Linked DNA regions of Mus musculus: region 1 is linked to region 2. The links are chromatin contacts, called in public HiChIP or PLAC-seq maps. All regions are on one chromosome and are shown on one strand. Each heading gives the region's core, a stretch centred on a gene start, on an enhancer-like site or on the middle of the called end of the contact. The rest is flanking DNA. Distances are from core to core; before and after follow the strand shown. Region 1 has its middle 42 kb from the start of Ifi204. Region 2 overlaps Aim2 (absent in melanoma 2).

Region 1 (5,324 bases), core at 1,033-3,532, 350 kb before region 2:
CTGAAATTATTGTATTGGCATGTTGTAAGTTGTGATTTTATTGATACATAAATCTGATTGGTTAACTATAAGCTTTACGAGTTTTAATTCTACAGGGTCATTGGGTGTTGAGATGACTGACCATGGGGTGCGAGGGGAATTATGTGATAGCAAGAGGAACTCAGAGGCTCCTGCCAGAGAGTTGGTGGGCTGAGAGACCTCCAAGTTGACAGCATCTAGTGGGAGCTCTGAGGCCCAGCAGGGTGGGAGAGTTGGTGGGTTGAGAGATGCAGGAGCACGGAGAGTTGGCAGGTTCTTTTTAATATTTCCCACAACAGCTAATATACAAAATACATAAAGAATTTAAGAAGTTTCACACCAACAAACCAAAATATCTCAATTAAAAATGGGATACAGAGCTAAATAGAGAATTCTCAACATAAAAAATCTCTAAAGGCTAAGAAATAATTAAAGAAATATTCAATGTTCTTGGTCATCAAAATGTATAAGTCTAAAGGACTCTGAGATCACATGTTATACCCATCAGAGGGCCAAGATCTAAGCAAAACTAAAGGGAAAATACATGCTGCCCAGGATGTGGAACAAGGGGAATATTCTTTCATTGCTGCTGGTAGTGCAAATCTGTACAACAATTCTGGATATCAATTTGTCAGTTTCTCAAAAATTTGGAATAATACTATCCCAAGACCCAGCTATCCAAGATCCAAGACTACTCCTGGGCCTATACAAAAAAGATGCTCCTCTATACCACAAGGATGCTTGTTTATCTATGTTCATAGCAACTTTATTCCTAATAGCCAGAAATGAAACTACCCACATAAAAATGTTGTTTATTTACACAAGAGAATACTATTTAACTACCAAAAACAAGGACATCATGAAAGTTGCAGGCAAATGGGTAGAACTAGAAAATATCCCAAGGCCCAAGTAAGGATGCTTAAATTCCACTTAGAAAGAGGAACGAAATAATCATGGGAGAAAGCAGGAAGAAAAAACATGGGTGGGAGAGAGAGGGGGGAGAGAAAAATGGGGCCAGGATCAAGTATTGTTAGAGACAGAAGATGGGCCTAGAGGGCCAGGAGAATGGATGGAAACATGCAGCTGCTGGGGCTTCAGGAGTGGGAAGAACCTCTAGAAAGTATTATAGACCTGGTATGATGGAGGCCCCCAAAGCTAAATGTGTGTGACCTTAGCAGAAATGCCCAACAGCAGAGATATAGAACCTGAAGAGATCACCTCAGTAGTCACACCAGACTCGTAGTGGAGGACCCGCCTACAAAGCTTTTGAACCCAATTTGTTCCTGTCTGAAAAAATGCAGGGACAAAAATGGAGCAGAGACTGAAGAAATGACTGACCAGTGACTGGCTCAACAGGCACAATCTCTGACACTATTGCTGATTCTATGTTGTGCTTGCAGAAAGGAGGCTTGCTTGGCTGTCCTCTGAAAGGCTCTACCAGCAGCTGACTGAGACAGATGCAGATACTCACAGCTAAGCACTGGAAACAGGTTAGGGACTTTTTGGATGAATTGGGGGAAGGAAAAAGAAGCTGAAGATTATGGCAACTTTTAGGAAGAAAAACAAGGTTAATAAGCCTGGATCACTGGAACTTAGATACTTGGCCACCAACTAAAGAGCTGTAGGGAGTGTATGTGGGTGACTATACCTAGCAGTGAGAGTTATGGAACCTGAAGTGACCACCTTTTGTTTCCAGGCAGTACTCCCAGTAGAGAGATAAGGACACTAACCAATTCTCAAAAACTTGGTCTCAAAATGTGTCCTGTCCATAAGAAGTGCAGGGACAAAGATGGAGCAGAGATGGAGAGAATGGCCAACAGATGACTGTCCCAAATTGAGACCCATCAAATGGAGAAGAACCAATCCCTGAAACTATTAATGGTATTTTGTTATGCTTGCAGACAGGAGCCTAGCATCACTGTCCTCTGAGAGGTTCAACCCAGAAGCCAAAATAAACAGATGCAAGATCCATAGCCAAACTTTAGACAGAGCTCAGGAGTTTTATTGAAGAGTTGAGGGGATAGAGTCTCCACAAAAGACAATACTGTCAATTAACCTGGACTCCTGGGTACTCTCAGAGACTGAACTACCAACCAACGCATAAGCATAAGCATAAGCATAAGGATAAGCATAAGCATAAGCATAAGCATGGGCTGGACCTAGGGCCCCCACACATATGTTGCAAATGTGCAGTTTGGTCTTCACCAACAACTGTAGAGGAAGCTGTCCCTGACACTGTTGCCTGTCTATATCCTCTTCCCCTAACTGGGCTGTTTTGTTTGGCCTCATTTGAAGAGGAAGTGGTTAGTCCTGCAGTGACTTGATGTGCCATGGTGTTTTGATACCAAGGCGGTTTGTCCCCTACTTTTCAGAGAAGGGTTTGAGGAGTGGGCTGGGAAGAGATGGGAGCTGCAATCTCTGAATATAAAGTGAATACAGAAATTAATTAATGAAACAAAAATAAATGAAGTTTCTAGGTCAATGCCAGCTTGACTTCTCCATGTCCTATGACTGAAGGGTGTGGCATTTTGTCAATATGGGTTTCATATCTATTAAGATATCCATTCACAGGTTGTCACAATCATAAATATATATGCACAAAACACAGGGCACTAAATTTTATCAAAGAAATTCTATTTGTTTTAGCAAGAGGCTTTTTTATTAGATATTTTCTTCATTTACATTTTAAATGCTATCCCCCAAGCCCCCTATACCCCCCGCCCTCTTCCCCAACCCACCCACTTCTGCTTCCTGGCCCTGGCCTTCCACTGTACTGGGGCATATGATCTTCACATTACCAAGGGCCTCTGCTCCCATTGATGGCTGACTAGGCCATCCTCTGCTACTAGATACACAACTGGGGGTGGAACTGGTTAGTTCATATTGTTGTTCCTCCTATAGGGTTGCAGACTCCTTTAGCTCCTTGGGTACTTTCTCTAGCTCCTTCATTAGGGGCCCTGTGTTCAATCCAATAGAAGACTGTGAGCATCCATTTCTATATTTGCCAGGCATTGGCGTAACCTCACAAGAGAGAGCTATGCCAGGGTCCTGACAGCAAAATCTTTCTGGCATACGCAATAGTATCTGGGTTTGGTGGTTGTATATGGGATGGATCCCCAGGTGGGGCAGTCTCTGGATGGTCTTTTCTTCTGTCTCAGCTCCAAACTTTGTCTCTGTAACTCCTTCCATGGGCATTTTGTTCCCCGTTCTAAGAAAAAGAAAAGTATCCACACTTTGGTTTTCCTTCTTGAGTTTCATGTGTTTTGTAAATTGTATCTTGGATATTCTAAGTTTCTGGGCTAGTATCTGCTTATCAGTGAGTGCATATCATGTGTGTTCTTTTGTGATTGGGTTACCTTACTTAGGATGATACCCTCCAGATGCATCCATTTGCCTAAGAATTTCATGAATTCATTGATTTTAATTGCTGAGTAGTACTCCATTGTGTAAATGTACCACATTTTCTGTATCCATTCCTCTGTTGAGGGACATCTGGGTTCTTTCCAACTTCTGGCTATTATAAATAAGACTGCTATGAACATAGTGGAGCATGTGTCAACAAGAGGCTTTTTAAGACTTATGTTATTATTTTAAATTATGTACGTATGTATGTATGTATGTATCTATGTATCTATGTATTTATGTATGTGAGGTGTGGTATGTACACATTAATTCAAGTCCCCACAGAGCTGATGTTATGGGTAGTTGTGAGCCACCTGACTTGGGTTCTAGGAACCAAAATGGAATTCTCTATAGGAGCAGTGGGTTCCTTCATGGCCCCTTATGAATTCCCTGACCTTTATGATTATTTGATATAAAACACATTAATCTGAAGATTCAAAGCTGATATCTAACAATAAGAAGAAACATATAATTCTAGTCTTTCTGAGTCTGGGTTATCTCACTTATAATGATTGTTTCCAGATCAATCCATTTACATACAAATTTCATCATTTATTATTTTCTTAACAACTGAATAATACTCTATTTGTAAATGTACTATATTCCATTATCCATTCATCATTTGATAGACACCTTGAATATTTCCATTCCTGGATATTGTAAATAGAGCAGTAATAAAGATGGATGAAAGGACATTTCATGAAAGGGCAAGATAGCCTTTGGAGATAATTCATCAGGAATGACTTTCTAACATGGGATGGGTCTCAAGTTGGGCCAGTCATTGGTTGGCCCTTCCCTTAATCTCTCTTTCATCTTTACCCCTACACATCTTGTAGACAAGAAAAATTGTGGGTTGAAGGTATTGTAGCTGGATTTGTGGACTTCCATTGGAAGTCTTCTCTGGTTACAGGAGATGGCTGTTCACTACAATTTGATAAGCCAAGGATGGTTGACACCCAAGGGAGAAAAAAAAGGAGAAGTAGAAGAACTAGAGGTAGAGAAGTGGTGAGGGAGAGACTAGGAAGAGAGGATGGATGGGAAGAAAGAATCAGGCTGTAAGGCAATTAAATAACTTAATAAATAATACCTCCTATTAATGGTTATTAAGTAATTTGGATCAACACACTAGTAAGTATATTTGACTTACTAATAACTTAGTATTTAGTTAGGACATTGAAAACATTTGTAATTTTATTTTTAACAACTACCATATAAACTAGGTAAATTTCCTACTATTCCTTAATATTAAGATAAATTAAAAACAAAAATTAATAAAATATAAAATTGGACACCAAGTTAGTTCTTCTTGACACAAATATGATTTTCTGCTGTTGGTTTCTGTCAAAAAATATATGTTGTGAATCAGAAATAATATATAATAATAAAAGTTCCATAAATATATGCTTTTTAAAAAAGGAGTTGGTTCTTTGAGAAAAATCAATGATTGTTAAGTCCTTAACCAAACTTTCCAAAGGCTGTGAGAGAGGATACAAACTAACAAAATTAGAGGCAAAGGGGGACAGAACAACAGACAGTGATGAAATCCAGAGACTTAAAAGGACCTACTTTAAAATCTGTACTCCACCAAATTGGAAAAATCTAAAAGGAATGAATATTTTTCTTGATATATACCACCTACCAAAGTTAAATCACGATCAGAAAAGCAATTTAAACAGATATATTCCCTTAGTATTAGAGAGGCAGTAATTAAGTCTCCTAAAAACAACAAAGCCCAAGCCCGGGTGGCTTTAATACAAAATTCTATTAGGTTTTCAAAGAAAAATTAACACTCTTCAGATTATTTCAGAAAATAGAAACAGAATTAATATAGCCCAGTTCATTTTAAGAGACCACAGTTACTCTAATATTTAAACCACATAAAGACCCAGCAAAGAAATAGAATT
Region 2 (5,519 bases), core at 900-3,399:
TGTGTGTGTGTGTGTGTGTGTGTGTGTGTGTGTGTGTTTAGTCTCAGGTCACACCCATTCCAAATGTCCCAGGAGCAGCATCCTTCCTATCCTTGGAACCCAATCTATCGCCATGAACAAATAGAGAATCTAAGTAGCAACGCTACCCATTTAGGACCTACATCCTGCAAACTTACTTAATTAGAGACGATCAAAGACTCTAGCTAGCAGCTCTATTGGACTGCTAAGCCCAGTTAGTGACCCTACTAAACCATGTAATGTAGATAATGTTTTTATTTGACCACAGAACACAAGCAGCAGCTTGGTCCAATCAGAAAACCTGAGAACAAGGTGTCTCCTTATAATTGATACCAACTGACATATGCATAGCACAGCCTGGGGTAAGAATAAGGGGGTTGTGAAGGAGAAGAGAAGTAGAACAAAGACCCAAAAAAGTTACTGCTTTCTCCTCCTCAAATGTGCAGGCACCCATCCAACATTTTATTCTGAAAAGGAAACTTCTTGTCCTGATTTTTAAGTGACCATCTATTAATATGGTCAGTGTTCAATTACTTAAGGAACTTATAGGTAAAGATGTTATAAGAACCTTTTTACGTGTGGTTTCCTCACAGAATCTGAAACATTCAGGGATGTTCATGGATTTAATTTTGTTAGATATCAAATCATGTAATGTATATGACTAACAGTTGTCACATAATAAGTATTCTGTCACTCTCTTTCAGACAACAGGAAGGAACTGAGTCTTGGTCAGGAATCCTATAGGGACCTTTATTCTTGTAGGCATGTCTAATCTATGGTCCATGAATCACATGTGCCAAGGACAGCTCTGAATGCAGCCCAATGCAAAACTATAAACTTCTTAGAATTTTTTGATCACATTTTTAACTCCATTGTGCTGTTATGGTGCATAAACTTTGGAAATGCTAGTGGCCTATGACTAATACCAAAATGACCAAATATGCTTGCAAGAAGTTCAACTGATCGTCCAATGGTTAGTGCTATGACATTTTTATTTATATTTTGGATATTTGCACATAAAAACATCCAGTCTCTGTTGACAGCACAGGAGAGGAGAAGAGAGCTAAGGGAGCCAAAGGGAATAAACATGTCACTCTGTTCTAGCCTATCAATCATACTGACCTTTTAAAAAAAATGCCATTGAGAGTGTTGTGTGGAAACATTTGGAAAAGTCATCTTCCCACTAGATACCTCTCGTTTCATTTAATAATTCAATGCACACTTTTCCTCTATCTAAGATCATTATACTTGGAGAATTTCCTTAGGTTTGCTTGGGTTTGTCATGCTTATTTAACCTCATAATTTTTCACCTGTTCTCTTGCTCAAGCCTCAACTAAAGGTCGGGACCCTGTTATCATTCTTTAATGACATCGTTTAATTTGTTCAGATACACACACATACACACACACACACACACACACACACATACACACACACACACACACACACACACACACACACACACACACACAGTTTTCATGAGGCAAGGCCACGTCATGCTGAACATTTACCAGAAGAAACACAAGGCAAAACTGCTGGGAAACAAGCCAGAGATCAATGCTCTACCGTAGCAGCCACTGGCATCACTGACACAGCTGTGGTCAAGGCAGGCTTGAAGATGACTTCAAGTAGCACTTCCAAGCTGCAAAGTGCCTAAACTGACTTCTAGATCAGCAGTCACTCCTGAGTTTTCAACCAGGTCTCAAAGTAGATCTTTTGAGCTAATCAAGCCGATAAAACCCCACCATTATTACAGAAGTAAAATAGAGGAAATTTTTTTAAGTAAGGGGGCTTTATATCATCCTATCCAGAAAAAAAAAAAAAGAAGCCATGAATAGGAATTAATTTCGGGAGTTAAAACTAAAACATGCTATCAGGCTCGCTTAGTTCAGTAGATGAACAGTAGTGACTGGAGCAATGATGTGTTCTTACTGCCACTGTGTGGTCAAATGTAAGAACTACACTTTCTGTCCAATGTCAGCTACTCTTAAACTAATCGTGATCAGGCCTTGCTCTAAGTTCCTCAAAGTCACATAGCATCTTATACCTGTATGTGATTTTTACCCTTACTTCATCACTTAGACGGCGTATAAATAACCCTCTGGAATCCAAGCCCCTGCTGCTGCATCACACACATCTCCTCGGCAAGCAGTTAACATTTTGAAGCTTCTGTATTACATAGTGTCCCCAAACCACTGCCTTTGGAATCTCTCATTTTAGGGACTCCCTTGATGAGGTATACTTTCATTGGCTCTTATTAGTCATTTGAACCCCAAGGACATCCCAGTTGTTCTTAAGGAGTAATTGGAAACTTAACGACATGGCATATAATTTGTGGAGAGTGAGAGCTGGTTTATTGAATGCAAACACGTGCTTTGTGTCCTGGAAGTTCATAATGTCGTCTATGCTAGAGATAAAGGAAGGATTAGAAACTCCATGCAGTAGAAGCGCAAAGGCTTCCTTAAAAAGGCCAACTGGGACCATGGCAGGATGGCTCAGCGCGGAGGTGGATAGTCCATGGCAAAGTTAAACAGTTCTCTGGTTTGTATGTTCAAGGCTGTGTTTTCTTCATGTCACAGCCAGGCAGGCCTTCAGCCAAGTGTGAAAACCTTAAGTACTGTGTAATGAGACCTTGGACATTAACACCGACCTGCCATTTCCGCAGTTTCTGCAAGTAGATTGGAGACAGACTCTGGTGAAGAGAGAGACAATGGTGGCAGCCCTGACTACCGGCATCAGACACGGCTAAGGAATTTGTAACATGCTGTTTAGTGACTCTGGGGGGTGAAGGGCCTGGTGATTAAGGAAATTAATTTCCTACAATACAATGTAGAAGGGTTTCATTTCTCTCATATCATTAAGGGAGGGCACTCCTACGCACCTTCTTTCTTTTTCTCTTCAAGAGCATTTGCAATATGCATATAATTCAACTTCTGGAAAATATTAATGGCCTTGGTCACTGCAGACGCCGCACCTGCACTTTGAATCAGGTGGTCAGCTAACTCTGTCCTATCTGCCACGTCGAGTGTGCTCCTGGCAATCTGAAACTCAGTCAAAGCAAAGTACTTGAACCGTTTCAGTTCTTCCTCCGTGATGTGGTCCAGGCCGGTCAACAACAGCATTTCCCGGTACTCACTCTCCATCTCACAGTCCCAGGATCAGCCTGAAAAGAAACCTCGGCCGTAAGATTACAGCACTCTATGCAAGTCTACATTCAGGACACACAAGGTAAGTGGTTAACAAGGCATACCCAAGATGACAGAGCAGGAGGAGAGCATTAGGTGAAACGTGAAAAATGAATCGCTATGCAAGATGATCAAAAAAGGATACTTTCAAAGGGCATGTGGTAACCTAGGAATTCTTAGGGTTCCTGACCCCTGCAAAGTGTAGAATATGGCACAGTGTGTATACTTCAGGCATATAACTTAAAATTTAACATACATATACATGAAATATATTTACCAGTTCATTCACTTGAGGACCATATTTTGCTGTCCCATCTCTTCAAATTCAAGATCAGAAGATTTTTCTCCTGTATTCTTCTCTAGAGACTTAAAAGGTTTAACTTGTATATCTATGACCTATTCTGGATTCTTTTGTATATGGTATAAAACTATACAAAGATCCTTTTGTGCACGTGGCAAAAATTTTCCGTGATTGTATGGAGAAGACCATGTCTTCTTTGTTTTCCAAAAAAATTCACTTTCCCATATATGAGTTGGTCTATTTAAGGATTCTTTCCCTTGTTCCTTAATTTATCTCTCTCTTAATTTAGGATGTATGTGATATTCTGAATGGGAACATTCAATAAAAAGAAGATGTCAATTTGTCAATTAATAGACAAACTACATGCAAAATCTCAGAGAAATCATGTAAGGATAATTCTACATCTGCATGCAAAGCTAAGGACAAAAAGATACCAAATATGTTAAAATATTCACCAAGTAACACTCTGCCGACTACCTATAAATGCTTTTAAAGACTTAATAATTAGGGAAGTCAAATGGTAAGCAGAAAAATGTCAGAATAAAATCAGAACCACATATACAAAAAACATGGCACATAAACAGTATGAATAAATCTGAAAGAAAGAATTATCAGCAAAGAACAGTATTCAGAAAAATTATGTGGGAGATGATAATAATTGATCTTTATCTTATATCACAGAAAAATAAATACTCACCTAGATACAATAGCTAAATAGGAATAGCAGTACAGTTGAGAAACACTGGATTTTTTTTCTTCACTTTACATTGAGAAAAAGGAAAACTTCCTAAACAATATACATAAAGGACATGTTAGGGAGGCAAGAGTTATTAAATTTCATCGAAAACATAGTCTAAAATTCTGCATGAAAATACAAACAATGCAAACATCAACAAAAAGGTCCAAATTGGGATTGTACCGCCTCCAGTGTCTATGATGAATAAACGCCTTGTTTTCAAATATGTGAAGAAAACCACATATCTGTGAGAAATTGTCAACTGCCTAGGTGAAGAGTGGTGAAAAGAGATGAACAAGCAGTGTGCTTCAGTATGTGATGACGTTGTGTAACAATATCATTAACACTGCTAGTAGTCTGTTACTTTGCAGTGAACAAGGTAGAAGAAATAAGACCAGAACAGGGGGATTCATGAGAAGAAAACAACAGGTCAAAGACCCTCACATTTCCCACCACTGCAGACTATTTCAATGAGCTCTATAGACTACAGTTAATGAGACCTTGCCACTCTCGGTAAAAACTGGGCAGGTAAGGAAGAGATCAGAGTATCTCTGCTTACGTGGGTGGTGCTCATATTCAAAGCCCAAAACTACCATAAGCACCCTTTCCAACTTAAGACATACAATACACCCAGAATAGCCACAGCGAGGAGTCTGCACCAGGGCACCAGTCCCTTCGACAAACGGGAAGTAGGAAATCTCCTCTGACTTAGTATGTGGAGGATGCTAATCACCTCAGCATGCTTTCTGCTGGTCTGTGTGAAATTTTAATCTTTCTACACCCATCTTCGATAAAAACATAATCACAGTTAATCACACTTTATATGAAAAATTAAGACATTGATTCCTCCAAAGGTTGTTTATCTTATTTACATACAATTTTTCATTTTACTATAGAATAAGTCTTCAAAAAAAAGTTGTAAACTATTGGTTGAGACGAAAATGAATCTCAGCAGTAGAGCCCTTGACTCCTATGTGGGAGGTTCTGGGTTCAACTGAAAGGACCAGGAAATACAGCCACAGTGAGGTGCTGGGTAGAGGGTGGATTATCAGCGAAGGAAATGCACTCCAATCCTCAGGGCCAGCAAGAGGTGCAGCTGCAATCTGAGAGTACAGTGCTATGCCTCGCAGAATGCATATGCCAAGTGCTCGCACAGGGAGCCTGAGAGATGGAAAGGGTTAAGAAAGACATATATGATAGGCTGGCCTCTTTCTAAACAGGGAGGGCTGTTACACTATGTGAAAGTGCCCTTTACGGCATACCTGGAAAACACCAGCTC

Evidence for each region. HiChIP or PLAC-seq counts read pairs in DNA pulled down with a chosen protein or histone mark.
Region 1: a CTCF HiChIP or PLAC-seq map of pro-B cells shows a contact between it and region 2, with 9 times the contacts expected there. The contact joins two enhancer-like sites. A contact is called at or near these places in 1 of 15 datasets of contacts at CTCF or cohesin (pro-B cells), 2 of 115 datasets of contacts at active chromatin or transcription factors (fibro-adipogenic progenitors and large pre-B cells) and 1 of 9 other capture datasets (macrophages).

The regions. Positions count from the first base shown.
Region 1 is chr1:173,806,424-173,811,747 of GRCm38.p6, reverse strand. No RefSeq gene overlaps it. Among named protein-coding and RNA genes, the nearest start is that of Ifi204, 42 kb to the right of the region's middle. Within about 2 kb of position 2,282, at least 39 of the 459 cell types and tissues checked have an H3K27ac peak or open chromatin away from gene starts, as enhancers often do. A contact at or near this core is called in pro-B cells, where this site is marked.
Region 2 is chr1:173,452,996-173,458,514 of GRCm38.p6, reverse strand. Aim2 (absent in melanoma 2) reads right to left here. Exons shown (of 9, transcript NM_001013779.2): 4 at 4,202-4,291; 5 at 2,900-3,181. The coding sequence starts at 3,161. Among named protein-coding and RNA genes, the nearest start is that of Aim2, 35 kb to the right of the region's middle. Within about 2 kb of position 2,149, at least 17 of the 459 cell types and tissues checked have an H3K27ac peak or open chromatin away from gene starts, as enhancers often do. A contact at or near this core is called in pro-B cells, where this site is marked.